Regions from separate parts of the Mus musculus genome. Here all the other regions are linked to region 1. A link is a contact called in public ChIA-PET, HiCAR-type, HiChIP or PLAC-seq and promoter capture Hi-C data. All regions are on one chromosome and are shown on one strand. Each heading gives the region's core, a stretch centred on a gene start, on an enhancer-like site or on the middle of the called end of the contact. The rest is flanking DNA. Distances are from core to core; before and after follow the strand shown.

Region 1 (2,886 bases), core at 139-2,638:
TTTTTTTTGTTTTTTTTGGGAGGGGGGTGTTTTCGAGACAGGGTTTCTCTCTATAGTCCTGGCTGTCCTGGAGCTTACTCTGTAGACCAGGCTGGCCTCAAACTCAGAAATCCGCCTGCCTCTGCCTCCCAAGTGCTGGGATTATAGGCGTGGGCCACCACGCCCGGCTGTGGGTGTGTTTTGTGGGTGACTTTGCCCTGGATGGTTCTTAAGTCCAGAGAAAACTCAGCAGATTGGAAATTGGGTACTTCAACAGCAAATCCTTTTTAAGTAGCAATTGGTTTAAGGGAAGGCTGGTATTCAATACAAGCCAGGGAGAACCCATTTGAGATTCTAATTCCTCTCCCATATGTTTAGACAGGGCTAAAAGAAAGCATGGATTTTTTTCCCCCCACAGCACTACTGAGTCTATCCACCTTGAAGATGAGGCCAACCCTCAGAGTTGAATCAGGAGATGAGAATTTGAGCCTTGAAACTATTCCTAATTTTTAAAAATTATTATTCTTTAATTTTTTTTTTTTACAGTCCAGTTGTTATCCTCTTCTTGGTCTGCTTTCTGACTGTTCCTCATTCCATTTCTCTCCCTACCCCACCCCTACCCCTCCCCTCCATTTCCAAGAGGATGTCCCCACCCCACTACCACTACCCCACCAGATCTCCCCACTCCCTGGGGCCTCAAGGCTCTCAAGGGTTAGGCGCGTCTTCTCCCACTGAGGTCAGACCAGGCAGTGCTCTGCTATACCTGTGTATGCTGTGTGGCTGGCAGGTGGCCCAATGTCTGAGAGAGATCTCGGGGGTCCAGGTCAGTTGAGATTGCTGGTCTTCCGATGAGGTCAGCTTCCTCCAGTCCCTCCCCAATTCAACCGGGACGCCCGTGGTTGGATTGGGGAGGGGCCTTGAAGCTTTTTTAAAGTAATTAAACCAATGCTTTAAAGTCTTTGGGCTTTGAAGTTTAGCAAGCTCATCCATATTGCCTTTATGCACTACCCAGCTTATGCACTACCCAGTGCAGACAGATACGGTGGTGTATAAGATGGCGATATAGTTATTACATAGTAAGTGTAAAAAAAAAACAAAAGGAAACAAGAAAACTAAAAAACCTCAAGTTTTAACGTAATGGTCTCAGTTTTGTAAAACCAATGTGCACACTTAAAAAACTCGGGAGAAGACTGGAAACAATGGCCATAGATAGTGGGTGAGAGGGCTGGTGTAATTTCATTCCATATCAGACCAACGAGCAGGATATCCTTGAAGGTTTGACTAGCTCTTCGGTGAAGTCCTAGTGTCCTTCCCTTCGCAGCGCAGGCGCCACCTAGGTTTGTTCCGAGGCACCGGCGACCGGGGCCGGGCAGCTCGCGACCCCAGCGCGGGGACAGCGGGGCGGGCGCGGCGGCTACCCCGCCCCGGGGCGGCACCCCGCTCGGCGGTCGTTCCTCCCAGCCGAACCAGCCTCGCGCAGCCTTAGCCGCCATGTCTTCCGGGGCCAGCGTGAGCGCCCTGCAGCGCCTGGTGGAGCAGCTGAAGCTGGAGGCTGGCGTGGAGAGGATCAAGGTGAGCGTTCGTCCAGCCGGACCCCAGCGCCAGCCCCACGGGCGACCGAGCGGCCCGCAGGAGACCGCGGCCTGGCGGGAGTGGGAGCTACCGGGCCGGGCGCGCACCGGGGCCTCGGGTGCTCGCGAGCCGCGCGTGGATGCGGGGTGGTTTCAGGCCGAATCCCGGGTGCTTCTGGCGACACAGCCTGTCCCAGGGACCAGGTCCGATGGCTCCGTGGGCGTGTCTACAACAGGCTGGCGACACGCTGGCGACCTGGACTCTGCCCACCCGGCTGCGGGAGGATGATGCTTAGAGATGGGGAGGGAGGCCACCGAATGAACAGATGCGAGCGAGATGGATGCTGGAGAAGGATGCTCTGCCTTCCTCTGCTGCCCCATGGGGGATCCTTGAGAGTTGAGGAAGTGAGTTCCGTTTTGGATCTGTGGATTTTACAGAGGTATCCAGGAGAGATTTCGTTGTGTGGACAGACGGCCACAGAAAAAGGCCGAAAGAGGTCATTAAAATATATGAGCGTGAAATAGACAAAGAGCGGAACTTGTAGCGTGCTGCCAGGGACAGTTCAAAGGAGGAAGGTGAGTTGGATTGTCAGGAGAGGGGTGGGGAGGCTAGAGAGATGGCTCAGCTCACTGACTGCTGTTCTGGACGACTCCGGTTCAATTCCCAGCACACACCCAAGGTTGCTCACAACCGTCTGTAACGTCAGTTTCAGGGGACCCGATGTCTTCCTCTGGCTTCCTCAGGCACCAGGCATGCACAAGGTGTGCACAAACATGCAGGCAAAACACCCGCGAGATAAAATTAAAATGAAGGCCCGCAAACACAGCCAAGGATTTACTCTGTTGGCTGAATGTGTGATTGGCAGCTAGTGTGATTCCAAGTGTGTGGGTAGGTATGGACACACCATCATGCTAGTCAGTTCCCTCTGTTTTAGCCCTCGACCTGGTGCTACTCCAGGGAATAGGGAACTCGGGTGGATACGGTAAACTAATACACAAAATTATTTCAGACAACCAGGGACAAGAGGCGCGCAGTACAGAGATGTGCCAGTAAGGTGTAGGGGAAGCCCGACAGGTTAAAAATAAAAAAGTTTTAAAGAAATAACTTCCTTTTTTTCTTCGAAAATAAAAAGGGTTTTGGGTTGATAGGAAAGATTTTTTTTATTTTGTCAAGGAAAATGGAGGCAAGGTGACTGTAGAAGAAACAAGGGTTTGGGGTGACATCTTCGGGGACAGGAAAAAAGGAGATGTGTATAAAGTGCCTCTGATTACGGATTACAGCTTTTGGCGATGGCTGTCTTGTGAAACAGGAAGCTGTGTTTTCTTGTGGGACAGT
Region 2 (2,886 bases), core at 237-2,736, 750 kb after region 1:
CTGGCCTTAAATTACAGACTCAAAAAAGAACAGCTAGGCTGAGTTTGGTTTCTTAGTCTCTTAAGAAAGATACACGTAAAAAACACAGACTTAAATCAGAAATTTAGCTCTGCAAATTCCTCATGCACTTCATTAAATGAACATTTTTTTTTTCTAGGACTTAAGTTGTTAATACCAACATTTAGCATAACTTTTAATTTACATCATCAAGATGTATTTACCAAATATATCAACCTTTTGTAAAGTATCCACATAATCAGTGCTAGGAAGAAAAATAAAATTCTATAAAAAGCACTCTCCGTTCATTTAAAAAACAAATTCCAGCATTTGCTGTGCTGGTGAAAGAAAGAAGGAAAGAAAGAACCAACCAACCTAACAAGTATCTACTCTGCGCCATATATTGTGTAAGATGTGTCCCCAAAAATGTTTTTTAATGAGCATTTTTATGTACGTGGAGGCCAACAGTCACAAAACTAGTAAGGAAACCTGGACTCCTGGTTCCTTTGTGTGTGTGGTGCATGTGTGAGCAGGGCAGGAAAAGGCATCAGATGCCTTGTGCTATCACTCTCTACCTTCTTCCCTTGAAAACAGGGTCTCTCACTGAGCCCGGAGCTAGGCTGCCACCCTCACCGATCCTCCGTCTCTGCCTTCCCTCAGCTCTGGGGTGCAGGTGTCTGTCTTCGGCCATGGATGCCGGGAGATTCCAACACAGACCCTAATGCTTGGGCAAGTGCTCTTACCGGCTGAGCCACCTCTCCAACCCCAAGCCTGCTCATCTCTAAGTTTAGAAATAAAAGTTTTGCATTTGGCCACGCCGGAATCACAAGACAAACTCCTCGACCCTTGAGTTTCATTCAAGTAATCACACGGGATTGGGGATGGAGGGGGCGGGGGAAGGAAAACTAATTTAACAAATGTGCTCTTTAAAAACGTGACCGCGCATAGCGGTAATTCCAGCCCTCTGGAAGATGAGGCAGAAGAACCCCGAGTACCCGGCCAACCAGGGCTACACAGCCCGACCCTGACTCAAAACAAAACAAGGCGCGAACGGGATTGCGGAAGTAGAGAACTATTGTTGAGCGAAGACACGAGCTCTAAGCAGATGCCGGGTGGAAAGGACTCGCGTCTCCCACGGCTGGGGCTGGAGCACGGCATGGGCGAAGCCGAGCTCGTACCGAAGGCTATCAAGGCCACCCTGAGAAAGGGTCAGGGTGACCCAGGAGTCCCCGCCCGCGCGCGGGGTGGGCGAAACCCAACGGGAAGTGAGAAACCCTCGCACACTATGCCGCGCGAGGCCGCTGCCCCGTGGCCAGCGTTCGGGCCACCCTTCTCTTGGCGTCACCAGTCCTTTTTACTTACCCGGAATGCGAGGAGCCTGGAGAAAGCTCGCTGTCCGGTCGCAGCCGTGCAGGGGGGCGCGCCCACGCAGAACCCGGCGAGAGTGCAGCAATGCACCGCGCTACAACCTTCCCGCCGGCACCAACTTCCGCCTCCTGACTGACGGGCCCCCTGGAAGCGGAAGTCCCGCCTATCGACTGGACGCAACGGACGCTACCCCAAGTGATTCGTAGTTTAAGCGTTTCTTCGGCCGGAAAGGGTTTCCCTTCCGAAGAATGACAGTCGAAGAGGCTCACGGGAGATGCAGGCCGTACAATTGGGGGCGGAGCCAAACGCTGATTGGCAGGAATAGAGCAGGGTCCCTAGCACCTAAATTGATTCTTTTTTTTTCCCCTTCAGGTTTGCAGGAGATTAGCTGTCTGTCTGTCTGTCTGTCTGTCTGTCTGTCTGTCTGTCTGTCAGGATTTATTTAACCCTGATGTTAATCCACTTCAGTAGAGCTTCAGAGGGAGGTTGAGCACACTTTCAGGTTTTAACAACCATCCCAGGAATATTTTTGTTGTTTACCGTCTGAGTCAATAATTATACACAAGGTGAGCACTAAATAGGTACAAGTTTTCACTAGTGTGCATAATCTGAATTTTAAAAATGAAAGTGTCGGCTGAGAGCAGTGAGGCATGCTTTTGATCCCAGCACTCTTGGAGGCAGAGACGGATCTCGGATCTCTCGAAGTTTGAGGCCATCCAGGTCTGCATAGCAAACTCCAGGACAGTCAGGATTACACAGAGAAACCCCCGACTCAAAAGCAAACAAACAAAAGAGTGAACGCCACACCAAGATGCTACTGGAAGTTACCCTATGCTGCATAGCCTCACGCTAAATCCAGACGTTTACCTTAAGACGTAAAAGCGTTTGCCAGGCGGTGGTGGCGTGGGGGGGGGGGGGGGGGGGCAGAGCCAGGCATAGCTCTATGAATTCAAGGCCAACCTTCAAAGCGAGTTCCAGGACAGCCAGGGCTACCCAGAGAAACCCTATTTGCAAACAAACAAACAAATAAACAGAAATGCAAAAGACATAAATATGTTTTAAGGTGTATTTGTTCTGTGATTATCAACCACTCTCCACAACTTGCACCTGTGCTCTTAATTAATATTTGGGATGTTGGAGATGTAGCTAAATTGGTAGAGTCCTTGTCTAGGACACAGGAGGCCCTGAATTTGATACCTCACACCACATAAAATTGGGCATGGTAGTGTATACTTCTTAATCCAGCCTTGGGAATTTAGTGGGAAGAGGATCTTTTGTCCAAGGTATGTAGCTTGAACAAGGAACATAGCAAGTTTAAGGTCAGTATTGACTACTTAAACCTTATTTCTAAAATAATAATTGATGTTTGCTAATGTTTACAATGCACAGTCCAGGACTGAAACAGTAAGTTCAATACCAAAGATTTACTTAGTTCACAGAAAAAAAAAATTGTTGCATGTTTTCCACGTGCTAGGTGCTTGCTCTACATTAGTTTATGCCTTCCTGTGATTTGTATATGGG
Region 3 (2,886 bases), core at 170-2,669, 630 kb after region 1:
TGTCATCCTTTGAGAGCTCTTTGAGTTGACTCTTTGTCCTTTGTTACAATCTGCTTTTTTGACCTTTTTAAAATTTTTCTGGTCCTACAAGGTTCTCAGCTGTCAGTCTGGAAAATTTAAATAATCTTAGTTATCCTGTGTAGGGTTTGGGATATGTGGATTTGCATGGATGAGCCAGGATGTGAACAGATCGGAATATTTTCAATATTTTTGGGTATGATAGAGTATTCATTTAGTCTTAAAACTTGGGAGGCAGAGGCAGGTGAATCTTTGAGTTTGAGGCCAGCCTGGTCTACAGAGTGAGTTCCAGGACAGCTAGGACATACAGAAAAACCTTGTCTTGAAAAACAAAAAGCAAAATTAATTTCTTTTTCAATATTGAATTTTGTGTGTGTGTGATTATTTGTATAGCTTAATACTGTGTGTATGGCCACAGGTTTAAGAGTTTTTTTCAATTTTTATTGGTTCTTTGTGAATTTCACATCATGCATCCCAGTCCCACTCATCTCTCCCTCCCCTCATACCGGCCCTCCACTTTTGCAGTCTCCCCTGAAACAGATAAAAACATAATCTCATCGAAACTGTAGTGTCACAGTATACCCTTTTGTCTATACATTGCTTGTAATCTTCACTGCAATGACTCAAGGCTTCTGGCTTCTGCTACTTCTGGCTTCAATACTGGAACTTCACTGGGATATCCTGTAGTTGCTCTATGTCATAAGATTCTATATTTTTGGACCGGCCCCTTCATGCACTCCAGCAATTCATTGATGGGGTAGATGTTGGGGTGCACCAATTCAAAACCCTTGATTTGGGCCTGAGAGGTATCAGAGATGGTCAGACCATTGGTCTCCCACCACTCTAATGCCCTCTGTGTCAGCTCCCCCAAACCCCTGCAAACCAGGCCAGTTCTACCCTGCTGCTCAGATGAGGTGCAGAGCATGTTCTCAAAGGGAGGCCACAGCCAGTGAGAGACATGGCCAGTTCTCCCACTCATAATCCTGGGGCCAGCTTTCTCATCTGCTGTAGATGGTGAGTGATAAGAGAAGGGAGGAGGGTATTTCTCCCTTGTCCTTGCCACTGCCCAGCAGACAAGACATTGGGCTGGCTCTCTTGTGCTCACATACTTGGGGCCGGCTCACCTGCAACTCCTACATCTAGGGCCAGCTCTATTGTGCTGTACAGGCAAGGTGCAGGGCCTGCTCTGTGCTGCAGCAGGTGGGAGCAGGGCTAGGTCTCTTGCTTTCATGACCCCTGGGCTAGCTCTCCTGCCTGCTGACAGATGACCACAGTTTTGTGCTTTCTCAGTTTGTTGAGATACAAGTTTTGCTTTCCAGGTCCCATTAGAGAAGCTTGATGTGTCTCCTCCTGCTTTCAGCAGCTGAGCAGATACCACTCTTCCAGAAGTGCACCAGTGATTGCATGTGCTGAGTGGGAAGATTGCTTCATCTAAAAACGGACTCCACAATATTTGGCTTTTGGTTGTAATTACCAGGCATGCTTGCCAGAAATTAAGTTTAGCTTTCAAAAGCCTAGAATTCTTAATATGTTTTTTCTCTAGCTAAATATCTCCGAGTCTGTTATGAAACTCAGTAATTCCATTATATACCCAGGCTCTGCTTCTCCTGACACACACTGGTAGAATGACATGCAGTGTAATGCAACTTTGCTTCAAGGAAACTGACCCTAAGAACAGGTGAAAGACTAGAAGAAAAAAACCAAGGTGTTAATAGTGAGTCCTTTTAATAGATAGTGTGACACTTCTCTTCTGTTTTTAAAGTAGAAATGAATTGTCATGTATTACTATGTAAAGTTTTTTTTTTTTTTTTTTTTTTTGGCAAGAGTATGGGATAGAGCAGTCTATTGGTTCCTCTTTTGAATTTTATCCAGATACTAAAGGTTAAGAGGCCTTTTGAAAATAAATAGTCCTACTTGGTTTTCCGTATTATTCACTGACTCATTTTAGTCTTTTTTCAGATTTCTCTGTATCTTGTTTATTTATAATTAGTATTGAATGGCTCTCCCCTTCCATCATACAAGGCAGTGATAAGGTAGAAAGGTTAGTGTCCAGTGTTGATTTAGTCCATGACTCTGCTGTCTGTTTCACTGGAATAGAAGTGGAGAACCTCGGGTTAGGGTCACAGCCTGTCACCCCTGCAGTGTTGTTGGACACACAAAAATAATCTCATATTTTTCACTGAGGGGCCTGGTGGCCCCGGAGATATTCTAGGAACCTTAGGAGTAAAAATATCTCACATTGTCTAGCTGTCTCTAGGTTTTCAGCTTCTGGTAGTGTAGGAAGGTGAATAAAGCCCATGGCTCAAACTTGGAATTCGCAGAGCAACCTTTTCAGGCCGTTAATCCTTGGGAGTGTGTGTGTGTGTGTGTGTGTTAAAGAGCTGTATTCTAGTCTTCAGATATGTTCAAATTAGTGCAATTAAAGGTGGATTTAAAATTTCCTAGTAAAGTAAACTTCCTTCTTTTCTTCCCATCCACTTTTGTTTCTTTCTCTCTTAATGACAATAATTTTTTTTATGGTTTTAGAGCTTTATTGTAGAAAGGCAGGGGGAAAGAGAGACGATAGAAAGAGAGAGAGGCCGGCCATGGCCACGTGGAGAGAGGGGGGAAGGGAGAGAGGGGGGGGGGAGGGCTAGAGAGGAGAGTAAGAAAGGCGAAAGCTTAAAGAACAATGAACAATACTTTTTGACTTAACATTTAGAAATGTATTTAAAGACGCACCTTCTCTTAAAAATGACCCTTGACACTAATGATCAGCACCCTGTCTCTTCCTCTTTCTAACTGAGAAATACATGCCAGCGAGTGGTGGCAGGGTGGTCATTTCCTTGGATGTGTACTGGTGTGGAATGGTTTACCATGTGTGTAAAA
Region 4 (2,886 bases), core at 182-2,681, 630 kb before region 1:
GCTGAGGAGATGTGTTGCTCCTCCCCTACTTTGGCAATGGAAACATCCCTGAGTCAGGCTAGTCTAGAAGATTTGGGTGGTGTGTAGAGAGACTGGGGAAGCCTAACAACTTGTGGCTATATTATTAGACTCAGCATACACCAGATTAACATTCAAGTCTCTGGAAAATGTTCTTCCTTTGGGACACCACCTTTGACAACCGCCTTATTACCTATAACATCTGTTCCTACTATCCATCTATGCATCTATTCATCCATCATCTATCTATTTTCTAGATTATTATATATTGAAAGGATCTTGCTATATGGTTCACTTTAAACTAGTGATCCTCCTGTCTCAGCTTCCGTTAAAGCAACCCACAACTAAAGAAATCATGGTGTTCATATTATGTCCGTGAACACTGTGAGCTCTCTCTACTAGAAGGAAAGGGACCTTGGCTGTTGCCTTCACAAATGTGCTTCTGGCATCTGCAGCAGTGCCTTTCAATAGGCAGGTGAGCAGTGTTTGGTAAATAAATAAATTTAAAAGGAGTGAATGCTTTGGTTTGGGGAATAATTGTAAATAAGATTGGTAGCAGGATAAATTGCCAAAATACATGCTAAGCAGTTGACAATTGTGAAATATTAATAAACTGAAAAATGTTTAAGATATTCCACATCCTGCAGTATCAGATGTTTATCCATGACTTAACAGTGTAAAACTAAACAGGCCTATCCATCTCATTAGTACCCAAATGGTTTCCATCTTTAATAAATGGGAAAATTAGATATATTCTAAAAGTTGCTTTAAAGTAAGTATATCAAGAAATGATTGATATATGTACATGTTTATATATTAACATACCCAAGTTGCATGCAAATTCTTTTTTGTTTTTGTTTTTGTTTGTTCGTTTGTTTTTCGAGACAGGATTTCTCTGTATACTCCTGGATGTCCTGAAACTCACTCTGTAGACCAGGCTGGCCTCGGACTCAGAAATCCTCCTGTCTCTACCTCCCAAGTGCTGGGATTAAAGGCATGTGCCACCACTGCCCAGCTACATGCAAATTCTTTTGGCTTGGTTGGCAAGATGGCTCAGGAAGTAAAGGTGCTTGCCACCAAGCCTAACGATCCCCAGAATGGACAAAGTGAGAGGAGAGAACACCTGAAGATGTTCTTCTTACCTATAGCCATGGTACACACACACACACACACACACACACACACACACACACACACACACCACACACACAAAGGTTAAAGAGTAATTCTACCGTGGCCTGGTTGGTAACTGTTCGTTTAGTGCTCCCAACACCATGCATTGAATCTCAGGGTAGTTCTCACGGCTCTGTCAGAAAAAGACTGGTCAGCTTGAGGAACCGGCCTCTCAGGCCTCTCAGATATCCTTCTTTGCCTTAAGTGGCTGAAGTCATCTAAGGAAAGGAATGAGCTCACATGTACCGCTCACGGACTGAGGCGCTCCAAGCTCCCCACTGCTGCTGCCCACATTCAGCAAGGCACCACCCCTGCCCATCAACCAAGAAGCTGCCTCTCTGATTTCCCAATGCCGTTGCTTCTTTGCCAAGATAATCTTTCCCAGACAAGGATATTCAGGAGAAATAGAAGTCTCCAGAAATGCGGAGGGGTGGGCATGTGGTGGGGAATCACACAGAAAAGGCCCTGGCAGCCACTCCGTTAGATGATTCGACGCTTGGCTGGAGACCAGCGGCTGAGAAGCATATGAGAAGCTCATCAGCTTGGGAGTTGAGCAGTTGCCCACAACAGCTCAAAAGTCGACATATGTGGAAGAAGGCGCCTTGAAAGAATAAAGCGATTAATCTTCCAACTAGTTAACCAGCAAGTTCTCTCTCCAAAGTCGCCAGCACTGCAAAACTTTTCCCACTTGGAGAAAAGGGGAGAAATCTACTAGTCAGAGCTCAGTGTGTGTGTGTGTGTGTGTGTGTGTGTGTGTGTGTGTGTGTGTGTGTGTGTGTGTAGAGGTATAAGGGTGCATATGAATGTATCTACAGGTAGGGGCCAGACACAATCTCACACAGGCCTGAAATGCTCTAGTCCAGTAAGCTGGTTGGCTAACAAGCTTCAGGGATCCACCTGTCTTTGCTTGCTTTTAAATCCACCTGGGATTTAAAAATGTGCAAACACACCCAGCTTTTTAAGCGCAGGTTCTGGGTATCAAACTGGTATCTTTACATTTGTCAGGCAAGCACTCAGCTAACTGAGCTATCCCCTAAGCCCAGAGATACATTCTGACTGACCTTGGTCTTCGACCTTCAGTGACCGACAGCATGCTGACAAACAGCAAATGGCATGGTTATCGATGTGTTATCTGTAATAAGAAGTGACCATAGGGAAAGGGATTTTCTGATTGAAAACAAAAACATCCACCTCACAAAATACCCCTTTCCCTGCCTACAGCCAAAGACAATTTCTTCTAGAACAGCTTCCACAGTGTGTTATGTAACTTCCCTCACACTCCCACCCCTAAAATGACAGAAGTGGCAGAAACCCAACCTTTCTATCTTTCATAGAGAGAAAAAAAATCCCGGGCTAAATGCCAGGAAAGTGGAACATGGCGATGCCACCATTATGCAAACAAAAGACATCTTATTTTGTTTCGTACTGAAGACTAAACTCACCCTCTTACAGACCCACACAAGAGCTAACCCATGGCCTCATAATAACAGCAGATAATGAACAATAAAGCTGTGTGGTTGGATATGACAGACAGACTGGGAGATGCCCAGGATGACTAAGCTTATTAAATGCAAGAACCATACTTCATTCCATAGTTTGGGTTGACTCACTCTTCTATAAACCCCTAAGCTGAGTCACTGTAGCTGGAAGCCAAGAAGCTGAAGTGAGAGAGCCAACTAGACTGTGTCTTCACTG
Region 5 (2,886 bases), core at 178-2,677, 550 kb after region 1:
GAGAGATGGTTCCCTGGTTAAGAGTGTTGTGCCCAGATTGTAAAAATCCCAAGGAGAGGACCAGGAATCATACCCCACTGTAATCGCATGAGGGTCTTTATTTAAGCTCGAGCTTGGGCCACCAACCTTCCTGACAGAACAGGAAAGAGTGAACCCCCAGGCCTAAGTAAAGGGGGTTTATAAAGAAAAAAACCCGCAAGCGGGTTTTTGTGTTGGCAATATAGGAGAGGGTAAAGGAATGCTGTCCTTTAAACCTGATAACATTTGTTCAGACAGCAGGGCAGAACCGTGTAGCTGAAAAGGTACCTTTCTGACCTGGGAAGAGTAACTTGTGCTATCAGAACCGCTTCTGATATGTTTACAACCGGCCACAGCTGTCTGGGAACGTTTGTCTCTTTTTCATAGTCTAAGAGTGGGCTATTATCATTTCAAGGGTATTGGCTTCGGTTTCCTTCAACAGCAAGGAGCCATCTGCACTGTGAGAAATGTTGGTTGTTAATCAAAAGGGGTCGAGTTTAAGTGACGTGGAGGCTAGGGTATGCTGCTTTTCTTTTGTTCTCAAGGCTGGCATTTGCCTTTCCCCACCCCCCGCGGGGGTGGGGGTATCGTCAGGGAGAGGGAGGGAGTAATAACTGCTCTAGCTGCGCAGGGTCAGGAGAGTGTAGGATTTGATGTGCAGGTTTCTCTTGTCTGAGCACTGGCTGCTCTTCCAAAAGATCCAGCAAGTTTGACAATTAGGAGAGTATATACCTACCTGTCTTAAGTTGTTTTCTGAACTAAGCTTTAGATAACAACCTCGTTAGCATCTTTTTCTCCCGCTACAAAATACAAAACAATTTCATTTCCTGGGTAGCTCAGTTAGGTATAACTCCAAGAACGAAACTGAATCCCAGACTCGACCTCATTCCGGCATTCATTCCAGGACTGAGGATTCCTTCTCCAACCTTGATTTCTGTGGCCCGGATCATACGATGAACGCTTGCGGGAGACCTTTGCAAAGATCTCTTCCAGAAACTCCTGTCTCCAGACACTGGAGGTCAGGCTAAATTTAGATTCAGTGGCAGCGAAAATGAGAGTGACCGGCTTCTGCAAAAAGCATTTTTCAGATGTCTACAAGTGTTCTTCGGAGAGAGCGCCTTGGCTCGGGGACAGACAGGGGAAAACGACGCCCAGCACCCTCAAGTCAGTCCCCGGAGCGCCCCTCAATCCGCCATCTGGCTGGCTGGGAGCCGTCGATGCGCCGAACCTAGGCTGAGGAGGAAAAGCCTACGTAGTAATGATGCTCTAGACACGCCAGTGGCCCACAGGAGAAACTGATTGTCACCTACAGACTCGGGAAAGGGGCGGGGCGGAGGTGTACTCCAAAGCGCCTGCGCAGAGCGTTGGTTTCCTGGGTGTCGTTTGTAGAACTGCGGGAAGAACCGCCCAGTGCCCGGTGTGCGCAGGCGCACACCGTCTTGTAAGCTCTCGGTCTTGTAGGATCTCGGTCTTGTAGGAGGGCCGGTCCCCGAGCGGGTCTCGGGGCGGGGCCCGGGGCGCGGCTAAATGCGGAGAGAAAGTTCGCCTGTCACTCACAGCTCGCTGCTGTTCCACTGCCACCAAGTTCTCTGAACTGCGAAGGTCATGCTGCCCAACACTGGGTAAGAGGACGGGGGTGGGATGGGGTCAGGGGCCAGTCGGCAGGTCGCCGGCGCAACCCAGAGCCGCGCGCTCTGGAACACCGGTTCGCGGAAAGATAGAGTCGCTGGGACCTGCGCATGCACGAGAACCCAAAGTTCTGTACTACTGAGACTCAAAAGTTGTACACTGCAAGGGGCAGTGGTGTCAGATACTCCACGGGGAAAGGTCGCGAGCGTAGGTGTCCCCGACGACCCGTTGTAGCCCCATCTCGCCTTTAGCTTGGCCTGGTGACAATGTTGCTTTCATCTTCTAGGCGAAAGGTCGCTTGAGACAGTGACTTCAGATTTTCTGTTTGTATGCTTGATTGTAGAATAATAGAAGAATGGTGTTTTGAAAATGGTTTTCAAGTTAGTAGCGAGTTAAAATGTTACAATACGAACATTTCTGGTAAGGGGTTTATTTATTTATTTTACTTAAAAATGAAGTATATTTATCCCAGCCTAGCCAGGTGCGGTGGCGCCTGCTTTTAATGCCAGCACTCAGAAGCAGGGTCAGAAGATCTATTGATTCGAGGCTGTTCTGGTCTACATAGTGAGTGTGCTAGGCTCACTCTGTCAGCAAACGCTACAGAGTTAGAACCTTGTCTACACCCCCTCCCCCAAGCCCACTTATATAGAGACACAATTGTGCAGCCAGTCACCAGGACTTTACAAAATCAAAACAAATACCCATTAAACAATGTTCTTCCCGATTCTTCTTGCCCTTGGTTCCTGCTGAACTCAGGTAGGTCCACTATGTTCTATAAAGTTTATCTTAAGCAGAGTGACAAGTTAAGCCCATTCTGTAATTAGTTTGACACATATAGACAGCTAAAAGACTTAAATAGTTCAAAAGGGTATAAGTCTCTTTAAAACTCCAGTTTCTTTCTGTTTGTATTTTTTGTACTTATCAACATATTTTGTATACCTTACAGGGATACCTTCTTTTTAGAAAATAGTAGCAAACTCCATTTTGGGCTTGCTGTTTTTACCTGACATGTCTTGGCACATACTTAGGTTTCCAGTACACACAGCTTGTCTTTGTCCTCTTGTTTTGTTTGTTGTTGTTGTTTTGAGACAAGGTTTGTCTGTGCCCTAGCTATCCTGGAACTCTCTCTGTAGACCAGGCTGGTCTTGAACTCAGGGAGTTCCTCCTGCCTCTGCCTCCCCAGAGTTGAGATTAAAGGCATGAGCCTGTCCTTGTCCTCTTTAATGGTTGCAAACTATT
Region 6 (2,886 bases), core at 120-2,619, 510 kb after region 1:
ATATCTGCAGCAGTGTGCAATCTGCATTCAAATGAGATAAACCATATATCACAATATTGTGAAATTAAGATAAACGAAACCTAACGAGGGCAAAAATTGTAAAATTCTAGTGTCCTCACTTAAACACGTATGATCAACTACGCGGCAAGTTACTAAATGTATTTTACTTTTCAAACAAGTTATATGCTCCACCATTCCGCAGTTTATAGAATCCTTGTCAACAAAAGTCGGCGGGGGAGGGGGTTAAGGAACAACTCAAACGGCAAAGGTTTAAATAAATAAAAGGTGGAATTTCTAATTGACTTGGAGTTGTTGGTGGTTTTTTTTAATCTTGACTATATGACCCTCAATTCACGCTTTTTATTAAAATACATCAGGTCCTGCCCCATGTTCCAGAGTTCCCAGAGAAATTACGAGCTCGGAAAAGGTGACTGTAAATCTTTTTTTTTTTTTCTTTTTTCTTTTTTTTTTCCCCCTTTTAGTCACAGACCCCATTTAAACCGAGCAGTTGAAAGCGCCCGGAAATCTACACTTACACAATATCTGACATCGCCCGAGGCGAATTCACGAAGTTTCTTGGGGGTGGGGAACGAAGAGGAAGCGTCCCTGGTGATAAAGTGCAGACGCTCGGTATTTAGAAGTGGTTAACGTATCTCACAGCCCAAATCGGGAGACCCCGCCGGTTCCGAGACCCGCACGGGCCCGCAGTTCGAGACCCGGTCGCCGCCCAGACGGCTGTCGCCGCTCGCCCGGGCCCGCCGCCGGGGGAAAGCTCCGCCGCGCGCCCCACCCCACCGGTAAACAGCAACTCCCCGAGCGCCGCGGCCGCCTCAGCCTCCGCCCCCGCCAGCGCCGCGCACCATTTTCTGAGAGGAAGTGTGGGGAGTCCGGCCCGGCACCCCGGCCCTGGCTCGTCTCTGCTTCCCGAAGGCGCCCCGAGGCTGCGAGGGGCGGACGTGACGGGGGCGCCGCGCGCAGGAAGCGGAGACCGCGGCGGACAGACCCCCGCGCTCCCAAGGTCCCTGCCGTCGGGCTTAGCCCCGGGCCGCTCCTCCGCTAGCCGGCGTCGCGCCCTGCTCCCCGGCCTCGGCGGGACGCGTCGCCGAGAGGAAACGAGGCCAGCGCAGCCCCGGAACGGCCACCCGGCACTTACCCATCCATGGCCCAGATGGAGGAGCGCGTTGTGCGGGGATTGACGGGCTCACCGCGGGCGGAGAAAGCGGGCGGCGGCTCCGGGAAACCAGCGAGCGGAGCCGCTCCGCAGCTCCGGCCGGTCAGAGGTGGAAGGAAGAGTGGGAAACAGGGGCGGGGACCGGGCACGCTCTCGCCAGCGCCGCGCCCCCGCCCTCCCGGCCCGCGAGCGCGTTCCCGCCTCGCCTGGCCCCGCCCCCTCGGCGTCGACGCCCTCCCGGGGCTCGGCTGGACTCCAGGGCGCCCTCTTCCCGCCTTCGCCTCTTTGCCCCGCCCCGACACCACCACCCCCGCCCATGCCTCCGCGCGCGTGCGCGCCCCCCGCCCAGCGTCGCGCCTGCGTTCGCGGGAACGCGCGCCTTGTGCTTCCCGCTTCGCGACTCGCCCTCCTACAAGCCCGCGGGCCTTCCGGCTCCCGGGACTCAGGCTTAGGGCCCTGAACGGTGCTGGCTAGAAAAGCCTGGGGACCCCAGGGAACTTTTGAAGCAGAGCAGAGTTACTACTGGCGGGCGACACTGCTGGCAGCACGGCAGGGGACCCGCGCGACGTCCACGGGGCAGGGGTGGACAGTGGTCTTTCCGGACCTGAGAGCAGCGACGGTAGCCTGTCCGCCAGACCCTGACCTCCGAGACCTGCACTGGACGGATAGGTGTGGTTGGGAAAGAAATGAAGTAGATGAGACTGCCCAGGACTGAAGTCCATCTTCACTTTCACACGGTTTTAATCTGAGTGCTTTTCTACCCAACAATCAAATACTAAAAGAAACTTTCATTGCATAGCTATTTAATGGCCATTACAATGCCAGTATTTTATAAGTTTATTTATTCATCCTTCCGCGGGGCGGGGCTGGGGGAGCCTGATTGGAAAGGATTAATGTTTTCCCAGGTACGCGAGAGATCTCCGAAATTTCACAGCCAGAAAATGTTTTGTTTGCACCAAAACCCTTTCCTCTAGTATGAGCAAAACCAAGTTACACGTAAAACGTAAAACAGCTATTTAGTACATATAATGTGTATAACTAGTGAGAACACACGTTCCCCCTCTTTCAAAGCACATCTACTTCTGAACGAACGGAATGCTTTTTCAATTCACAGATCATTGAAATTTGAGCCATTTAAGCCATGTCTTCAAAGTCTGCCCACACCATTTCAAAGGAAGTAACAACTTCAATCTCTTTCCTGATTACCTACTTTAAAATAAGTAGACACTTCTTTAAAAAAAAAAAAAAAAAAAAGTATAACCAGCTTGCAATTCAGGAAGGTCATTTTTAAAGAAATTTCAGTTCCCCTTTTCAAGAAGATGTCAAAAAACATTTTGTATGTTAAATCTAAACATTAAGTTTAGAAACATTTCCACCCTACATTGCCACATGGGATTTTAAAATAGCAACTTGGTATATAGGCACATAACTGTGCCTATAATTCCTACCTGAGTTTAAGGCTACCTTGAGCTACATAGTATGTTTCAGGCCATCCTAGGTCACAGAAAAATAAAGTAATAATAAAATGTCAGAGAAAAGCAGCGGACCAGGTGGTGATAGCACATGACTTTAATCCCAGCACTCACTCAGGAGAAGAAGGGAGAGGAGAGAAGAGGAAGGGAGAGAGAAGAGGAAGGGAGAGAGAAGCAGCCGATGGAGTGTTCTATTGCTGTATTTGAGGTATATTTTATAATAAATTTCCCTGTTTGTTTGTT

What was found. Promoter capture Hi-C pulls out the DNA fragments that hold promoters and counts their contacts. ChIA-PET counts read pairs in DNA pulled down with a chosen protein or histone mark. HiCAR-type assays count read pairs that join an accessible place to other places. HiChIP or PLAC-seq counts read pairs in DNA pulled down with a chosen protein or histone mark. Capture Hi-C pulls out chosen DNA fragments and counts their contacts.
Region 2: a contact with region 1 is called in a HiCAR-type map of astrocytes, with 3 times the contacts expected there. The contact joins the promoter of Inip here to the promoter of Gng10 in region 1. A contact is called at or near these places in 5 of 39 promoter capture datasets (the HPC-7 cell line, hippocampal neurons, liver and 1 more), 1 of 484 Hi-C or Micro-C datasets (bone marrow-derived macrophages), 3 of 115 datasets of contacts at active chromatin or transcription factors (the 230-238 cell line, astrocytes and large pre-B cells) and 1 of 9 other capture datasets (liver).
Region 3: a contact with region 1 is called in a promoter capture Hi-C map of liver, with 3 times the contacts expected there. The contact joins the enhancer-like site here to the promoter of Gng10 in region 1. A contact is called at or near these places in 5 of 39 promoter capture datasets (hematopoietic stem and progenitor cells, hippocampal neurons, liver and 1 more) and 1 of 115 datasets of contacts at active chromatin or transcription factors (pancreatic cancer cells).
Region 4: an H3K27ac HiChIP or PLAC-seq map of large pre-B cells shows a contact between it and region 1, with 5 times the contacts expected there. The contact joins the enhancer-like site here to the promoter of Gng10 in region 1. A contact is called at or near these places in 5 of 39 promoter capture datasets (the 3T3-L1 cell line, cranial neural crest, maxillary cranial neural crest and 2 more) and 1 of 115 datasets of contacts at active chromatin or transcription factors (large pre-B cells).
Region 5: a promoter capture Hi-C map of adipose tissue shows a contact between it and region 1, with 4 times the contacts expected there. The contact joins the promoter of Hsdl2 here to the promoter of Gng10 in region 1. A contact is called at or near these places in 14 of 39 promoter capture datasets (the 3T3-L1 cell line, the C10 cell line, the HPC-7 cell line and 8 more), 1 of 484 Hi-C or Micro-C datasets (forebrain), 17 of 115 datasets of contacts at active chromatin or transcription factors (the 230-238 cell line, the SCID.adh cell line, T-cell acute lymphoblastic leukemia and 12 more) and 3 of 9 other capture datasets (adipose tissue, liver and macrophages).
Region 6: an RNA polymerase II ChIA-PET map of effector CD8 T cells shows a contact between it and region 1, with 26 read pairs. The contact joins the promoter of Ptbp3 here to the promoter of Gng10 in region 1. A contact is called at or near these places in 17 of 39 promoter capture datasets (the 3T3-L1 cell line, the C10 cell line, the HPC-7 cell line and 11 more), 1 of 15 datasets of contacts at CTCF or cohesin (CD8 T cells), 4 of 484 Hi-C or Micro-C datasets (Th1 cells, embryonic stem cells and olfactory sensory neurons), 8 of 115 datasets of contacts at active chromatin or transcription factors (the 230-238 cell line, the SCID.adh cell line, effector CD8 T cells and 5 more) and 1 of 9 other capture datasets (macrophages).

Annotation. Positions count from the first base shown.
Region 1 is chr4:59,033,768-59,036,653 of GRCm38.p6, forward strand. Gng10 (guanine nucleotide binding protein (G protein), gamma 10) reads left to right here and starts at 1,389. Exons shown (of 3, transcript NM_025277.3): 1 at 1,389-1,551. The coding sequence starts at 1,471.
Region 2 is chr4:59,782,369-59,785,254 of GRCm38.p6, forward strand. It overlaps Inip (INTS3 and NABP interacting protein), which reads right to left and starts at 1,487. Exons shown (of 5, transcript NM_001013577.1): 1 at 1,360-1,487.
Region 3 is chr4:59,665,297-59,668,182 of GRCm38.p6, forward strand. All of the region lies in intron 1 of E130308A19Rik (RIKEN cDNA E130308A19 gene), which reads left to right. Among named protein-coding and RNA genes, the nearest start is that of E130308A19Rik, 41 kb to the left of the region's middle. Within about 2 kb of position 1,420, at least 10 of the 459 cell types and tissues checked have an H3K27ac peak or open chromatin away from gene starts, as enhancers often do. A contact at or near this core is called in liver, where this site is marked.
Region 4 is chr4:58,399,555-58,402,440 of GRCm38.p6, forward strand. No RefSeq gene overlaps it. Among named protein-coding and RNA genes, the nearest start is that of Mir3095, 40 kb to the right of the region's middle. Within about 2 kb of position 1,432, at least 59 of the 459 cell types and tissues checked have an H3K27ac peak or open chromatin away from gene starts, as enhancers often do.
Region 5 is chr4:59,580,136-59,583,021 of GRCm38.p6, forward strand. Hsdl2 (hydroxysteroid dehydrogenase like 2) reads left to right here and starts at 1,428. Exons shown (of 11, transcript NM_024255.3): 1 at 1,428-1,640. The coding sequence starts at 1,624.
Region 6 is chr4:59,547,995-59,550,880 of GRCm38.p6, forward strand. It overlaps Ptbp3 (polypyrimidine tract binding protein 3), which reads right to left and starts at 1,370. Exons shown (of 14, transcript NM_178164.3): 1 at 1,154-1,370.